2 separate regions of the Oryctolagus cuniculus genome follow, and region 2 is linked to region 1. Evidence: chromatin contacts called from public Hi-C data. All regions are on one chromosome and are shown on one strand. The core of a region is the stretch at or near the end of the contact, and the rest is flanking DNA. Distances in the headings are between cores, read along the strand shown.

Region 1 (3,492 bases), core at 753-3,252:
CGGGGTCGTCTTCTGCTTCAATTGTGCAAAATCCCAGCATCTGACAGCTCTGCCCTCTTAGGCGTGCAAACCAGCAGCAAACGTGCAGGCCTCGCACGGAGCGCGCTGCCGGGCTCTGGCAGTCACGGTAGCTTCTGGCCCAGTCCTGGCCGTCGGGGCCATGTGGGGAGTGAACCACGGCCAGAGGATGTCTCTCCAACACGTAAAGCAACCTTTAAAAATGTGCCCTGCAAGAAAATGGAGCCCCCCGGAGTTCTTTTCTTCAGTGGTCATTTACTTGGAAAGCAGAGCTACAGAGAGCGAGCTTCCTCCTGCTGGTTCAGGACAAAAGCAGGACCAAGAACTCCAGTAGGGACGGCAGTGTCCCAGGTGGCACACCCCATCCGCTGTGCTGCAACACCCACTCTCAGCACCCACCCCCAAAACGCCTGCAGATGCCCGTACCCGACACATGGAACATTCTCAGGTGAGACAGAGACTGAGAGATTTCAGCACTGCTCAGCAAGGGCAGGGAACAAAGGACAGGACCAAGGGTCCAAGAGGGACGCGAGGCAGGACTGGAGACCACAGCCGCTTTAGAAACCAAAGAGCAGCAGACTGAGCGCCGGCCCTCCCTGCACCGGAATGGCTGCAAGCCCGGGTCCCGTCCGGTGGGGCAGGGAGGGGAAACAAAACCTTTTTTCCCCAGGTCTCAAGCGCTCACCTGGTGGGCATGAGGTGATTGTAGTTATAAACTTTCACAAAAGACTTGATCTTAGACCGCTTGGCGATTTTCTTCTTGCCCATGGCGGCTGTCACTTTCCGGGGGTAGCGGTCAATTCCGGCCACCAGAGCGTGGCTGTAGGGGCGGTCCGAGGTGCCATCGTCAATGTTCTAGAAGAGCAATCACATTTGTTACAAACGAGGGCCTACCGAGGCCTATGCTGAGCAAGAAGACACTCAGCCCCAGGAGAGAAACGCCCCCCCAGTGCCACCGGGGGAGCCCAGAGCAGGACCGGATCTAGGAAGGCTTCTAGCCGGCCAGGGGTTTAACAGCAGCCGCAGCAGCTAACATTCACGGCGCGTTTGCTGCGTGCCACGCTCTCTCCCCCACGACAGCAAAGGGGAGCCATGGGGTGGCCGGGGCCCCGCGGGAGTCCAGCAAGTGGGACGCAGCCCAGGAAGGGCTAGGATGCGCTGTGACCCTCGCTGTCGTCACACCCGCCGGTGGACCTCAGGGCAATCGCAGAACTCATCTCCACCCGGGCAGGGGTCAGGTGCCCCGCGGAGTCACGCCGGGGACTGCAGCGAATACCCGGAAAGCAGGGGCCGCGCCTGGGAGGCACTGAGCGCCCCATCCCAGCTCACGGCTGTCTTTATTTTGCATCTTCCTCGCTCAAAGGCCCTTGTGCATCGCGCCCCCGCCCCCGCTCATGGCTGCAGGCCTTACATCCCACGGCCGCCCGCCCTGCGCAGCCGGCCTGGTCCCCGGGCCCCGCGCGGCCGCTCTACCTTCACGATGACGGCTTTGCGTCCCGAGTAGCGTCCGGCCAGGACCAGCACCACTTTCCCGGGTTTCATGAACTTGCCCATTTCTGCGGGAAACAAGGAGAAAGGGCCGCTCAGCAATCAGGGACACCGGACCCCCGTGCCGACTCCTGCCCGCGAGCCCGGGTCGGGGGCCGAGAACTTCGCACTCTGCTGCCCTGACCCGAGTCAGGACCCGGTACGAAGACGCCAGGGACCTGCGGACGAAACGCACCCGGCGCCGCCCCGCAACGTAACCCCCAGACCCCAGATGGCGGCGGATTGGAAGACCCTGCCCAAGCCCAGACTCACCGACGGCAACCACTCGGGCCTACAGCGGAAAGGAAGGGCGGGTACTTCCGCTACCCTTTCACCCCGGGGAAGGGTGACCTCACTTCCGGTCCCGCCCCCTCAGCCTTTGAGGTGCTTAGGGTCTGTTGCGGGCGGAAGAAACTCCTGAGGCGAAAGCAGGGCTTCACGGCTCATTTTTTTGAATCAAACTTTATTAGCTCCAGAAGTAGACAAAGGCAAAGGCGTTCTGCTTCCGGCACCATGAAGGGCAGGGAGGCGGCATTTGCGCGCTCCGGGCTCGGCCGTCCCCTTTGCTGTAGTTTCCTTCTCGGCCGCTGGGTGGAGGACCCCGTCTGAAACCTACTTAAAATTATTTAAAAATTCACTTGAAAGGAGAGAAAGCGGGAGAGAGCGAGACAGAAAAAGAGAGCTCTTCCATCAATCCGGGTCTCCCAGGGGGGCGGCAGGGGCTCAGGCGCCGAAGCCATCGGCTGCTGTCTCCCAAGGTGCGCGTCATCAGGTGGCTGGGATCTGAAGGGACCCAGGCTCTGCCAGGGGGACGCTGGCATGCTAACTGCCGCGCGGTGCGTGCTCCCCGAAAGTTACTTTTTTGCCTTTGGAAGACGCAGAGGGCAATATTTATTGGATATTGATTGTTGCCTATTGTTTGCACTGGTAGGTAAAAGTGTTAGGCAGGAAGTTAGGTATGAGCTTGTGTGTGTGTGACAAAGGCCTCCGGAGACTTCTACTCCAGCATATGCATCTGCATCTCAAAGTTATCCCGATAATGCTTCAGGGGCGGCCCAGTGTTCACATCCTGCCCTGCCCCCTTCTACCTGATAACCTGCCAGGTGGGGGTCCCTGCCCCTTCTGCCTGACAAATCTCCCACAGTCTCCCAGGTGCAGCCCAGTACCTGCATTTCAACACCCTGCTCCGGATCCCCATTCTCCAGGGGGTCATGCTCACCCTTCCTCTGAACCCAGGATGGCGCCAGCTAGGCTTCCTCCTGTCTGATACCTTCAAGGGAAAACTCAGCTAGGAGCTTCTTAATATTTACAGCCATAAAATCCTTTGTTTCAGGAGGAGATGTGTGAAGACAAAGACCCATCTCCTTAAAACCCCCCAGCCTCAACTGGACTGCACGCTCAGCCCTCTGCCTCTCTGCTGAGCCGTCCGCCTGGCCTGGTCAGGTGTAATATCTCTACTCAATCATGTAACCTCGCTCCTTCCCCCTCCCTCGCTCCCCCCCCCCCCCAGTCTCTCAGGCTCTGTCTAGAGGGGTGCCCATCCATCCTTACGGATGTCCCTTCCCTAATAAACCTTGCTATTTTACCTCCCACTACTCTGTCTCACGCCTGAATTCTTTCTTGCGCGAAGACAAGAACCCTGCAATTTCTCCGGTAACAAAAGGAGGGGGCAAGACCAGACTAGGGTACTTGCCTCCAACATGTATTTTTTAAAAAGATTTATTTACTTATTTGAACGGTAAAGCGGCATACAAGGAGAGCGAGCGAGCGAGCGCTGTCTTCCATCCACTGATTTACTCCCCAAGGGACCACAACAGCCAGGCCTGGGCCATGCCAAAGCCCAGAACCAGGAATCCACCCAGGTCTCCTATGAGGGTGTCAGGGCCCAAAGACTTGGGCCAGCTTGTGCCTTAGCAGGGAGCTGGATCAGAAGTGGAGCAGCCAGGA
Region 2 (3,354 bases), core at 593-3,092, 130 kb after region 1:
GAGTGCCCCATTTGGGTACAATACAAAGTCCCAAATGTAATCATAGTTGCCTACAGTTGACACAGACCTCACCACAAGAGCCGAGCTGGCCAAACCACCATAGAAATGACTCCCAATATAATTGTGGTGCCTTCGAAGTGGTAGTCCCTGGGCCTCCTCAAATATACACACAGCTCCTGGGAGCAGCTGGGCTGTCCCTTTGCCCATTAGTATGTGGATGTCCACCATCGTGGCCTGATAGGGGCAGTCAACTCCTCGCACCAAGCCTCGGCTGTTGTGGCCTAGTCCATAGCTGCTATCCAAGTAGCGCGTCGTCATTGTCTTGGGCGAGTCAGCACCATACAGAGTCAGACACTCCTGCACACTCACTTCATACGCTATGCGCTCACCCCTGAACCGAACGTCAAAAATCCTCAGGCCACTGAACACCCCGTGACCGAAGGTAAACGCCCAGAGGGGAGATACCACCAGGCTCCCTTGTACGCTGTACTGGGCACCCTGGGGTGAGAAACGAAGTATGGGGAGAGGTCCTGGGGGCACCCGGGGTCTCAGCGATGAAGCCCCACCTGGTGGGGGTAGAGGGACTCTAATCACTTCCAGCCGGCCAGCTTTAAACTCCCATTCCAACTGGCCCAAGTCTGCATAGTAGTGCCCAAGGTAGAAGACCTGCTGGACAGACCAGTGGACAGGGTCCAGGGCTCTGTGGTCCAGCAGAAGCTCCAGCCCCACAGGATGAAGGAAAATACCAAGACCTGAGATGTTATGGTAGAGGGCTATCCACGTCGCTCGGTCCCCTTCTGAGCGCAAACCACTGGGGGTGGCATGCAGAGCCGCTAGAGTGGAGCCATTGTAGTTCAAGACAGAAGCCAGGAAGATGGGTGCCTTGGGAAACTCCTCCTCTTTCAAATGCCTCCACATCTGGGCAAACTCAGTTCTTAGCATGGGGCGCCGGTGGTAGGGCAGGGGGCCCCCGTGCCGCTCCACCGTCACGTCCCGCATGTAGCTAGGGTGAGGCAGCGGCCCCACCAGCAGCTCACTCACGTTGGGCTGGGGCTGTGCGCCAAAGAAGACGATGGCCAGCGCCTCCCGGGCGGGTGCGGGGCCTCCTCTGTCCAGGTGGGCCAGGGCCGCAGCCTTGGGGGGCAGCTGCAGCTCCACCGAGAAGACGCAGTTGTCTGAGGGCTGGGCCTGGGCCGCGTCCACCAGCCCTGGCCCCAGCTGCTGGGTCAGGAAGCTCATGACAGCTGCCAGCTCCTCTGGGCTCAGGTCTGCAAACAGCTGGTTCTGGCCGGGGTGTGTCCAGCTCTGGGCGCTGGGGGACACCGAGGGGCAGCGAGGAGGCTGGCTGGAACCACCTTGGCTGGTCAGCAGGACATAGGCGAGGGCAAAGATGGTAACAAGGGACAGAGCCAGGAACACCAGGACCACCTTGACATTCATGGTGGAGGCTCCAAGCTGCAATCATCGAGTCCCACCAGCAGCGCCTTCCACACACTGACATCGACTCAGGGTTTATATTCGCTAGGATGGATAGGAATGGAGAAGACTCCACCCTGTGGGCTGGACGGGAAATTTCTGACCTTGATTTATGTAATTCTGTTCCAATTTTCGGCCCTGCGGTTTGGCTCAAGGTACTACTTGCACATGTATAGCCTCCTCCTTGTCCCTGAGCTCCTACTGGGAGCAGTCAGCAACCACCCGTGACTGCCATCATCCAGACCAGGCAGGAGGAGCTCGGGATCAACACTAAACTCCACGTTCCACCAGAATGAGCGAGGAAGACAGCAAACTGCAGATGCCTGATCAAGCCCACACCACACACAGGCACCAAACCATCCATCTCCCCACCTGCCTGCTAGCGCCCTCGATTTGCAGTCTCTGGCCCTTTCTACCCAAGTCAGTGAGAGAGGAGGAGTGGCTGAGGGCCTGGGCTGGGCAGGCAGACGTGTGCCCTCAGGGGAGACACTTGTTCCCGTCTACGCAGAACTACCTACAGACTGCTGCAGGTTCCACGCGATCACACGCGTGAGGTGCGCAGCTGCCTGGCACGGGGCAGGCTCTCAAGTGCTGCTCGCTGTTGGCACTGCTCCTGCACTGTTCGTGTGCAGACAACAAGGGGTCACTGGAAACCAGAAAGCTACTTACAAGATGGAAATTAAGGAAACTTTATTTCAGAGGGAGAGGGGGTCCTAGGCAGTTTTCCATGTCATTTTGAAAACCAAGTCTTGCAGTCTCCTCAAAAAATTTAAGACATTATTCAGAGAGGAGAGTGACCATCAGGTAAAGAAAACCACCGGGGAGGCTGCGCCTTGAACCAGGTCGTTCCCCAGATGTGAATCTACAGCAGCCTCTAGTGGCAGTTAGAAGGTACTACCAGGGAAGGAAGGGACTGGGACCTTGCGCAGGGAGGGCTTGGGTCACATAACTCAGACTGAACACAATGAAGGACCCACCCTTGCCTCTTGGTGACCAGAAGCCTCCATCTTCCCACCATTCCAAAGAGGCAGCTCAAGCGGCACTGAGGACATGCGACAGGGTGCCGAGGTCTGTGGAGCGGGCGTTTGTGGGCACCCACAGGAGGATGGTACGTCCCTAGCCCCAAGAGCATGGCACCCAGGTCTGCGGCTTTAGAAAGAGGTCAAAGTACCTGTAATTTTAATAATTTCTTGACATGGTAAAAGAATTTTACATTACGATCCAAGGGTGGTCGGGGAGGAAGGGCAGCGGAACAATCCAACAAACAAAAGGGGAAGCTGAGAAACTCGGGGGGGGGGGGGCTTCAGCTGGAAGGGAGCTGGGTGAGCAGGGCCACCGCCCACCTAAAATGCAATCGGTTTGTTACTGAGAACTACTCATGGGGAGACAGCATCCTGACTCCGCTCCCATAGAACACTGGGAGTAAAAATGATGCATCCCAGGTGGAAACATGACTGGGACTCAGAAGACAGAGACGGGGAGAAGAAATGAAACTGCCACAGAGTCAGCGGCAGGCTGACGGCGGTAACAGGCTGTCCAGCAGGGGAGCACAGGGAAGCTGGGGGCGGCCGAGGGTAACACAGAAGCTGTAACAGTGAGTGGTATCTACAGAAGACTCGAGAGAGAGGCGGCAACTCTTCTACGGTTCTGACCTGCCCAGCACACTCTGACATACACACAAGTGTTTCCGTGTGTGCGCACAAGCACACACACGTACTCCAACAGCTGCTTTCCCTGGAAGCACAATACTATAAATAAGAAAATATTTCCCAACAAGAAAGGCCGACAGGAGCAGCAGCATCCGGCCACCCCGGCTGCAGACACCCTCGCCCCAGTCTAACACTGGCCTGGGAGAGGGCACCCAGAGTCCAAGGACCA

The links. A called contact is a pair of places that touch in the nucleus more often than the background predicts.
Region 2: a Hi-C map of an unstated tissue shows a contact between it and region 1, with 7 times the contacts expected there. The contact joins the promoter of AOC2 here to the promoter of RPL27 in region 1. A contact is called at or near these places in 4 of 6 Hi-C or Micro-C datasets (ear pinna, psoas muscle, skin fibroblasts and 1 more).

The regions. Positions count from the first base shown.
Region 1 is chr17:19,945,061-19,948,552 of mOryCun1.1, forward strand. RPL27 (ribosomal protein L27) reads right to left here and starts at 2,003. Exons shown (of 5, transcript XM_002719418.5): 1 at 1,819-2,003; 2 at 1,492-1,574; 3 at 704-873. The coding sequence starts at 1,572. LOC138846075 (a long non-coding RNA gene) reads left to right here and starts at 1,916. Exons shown (of 2, transcript XR_011383458.1): 1 at 1,916-2,303; 2 at 2,879-3,137.
Region 2 is chr17:20,076,340-20,079,693 of mOryCun1.1, forward strand. AOC2 (amine oxidase copper containing 2) reads right to left here and starts at 1,843. Exons shown (of 4, transcript XR_011383459.1): 1 at 1-1,843. It overlaps PSME3 (proteasome activator subunit 3), which reads right to left. Exons shown (of 11, transcript XM_002719410.5): 11 at 2,150-3,354.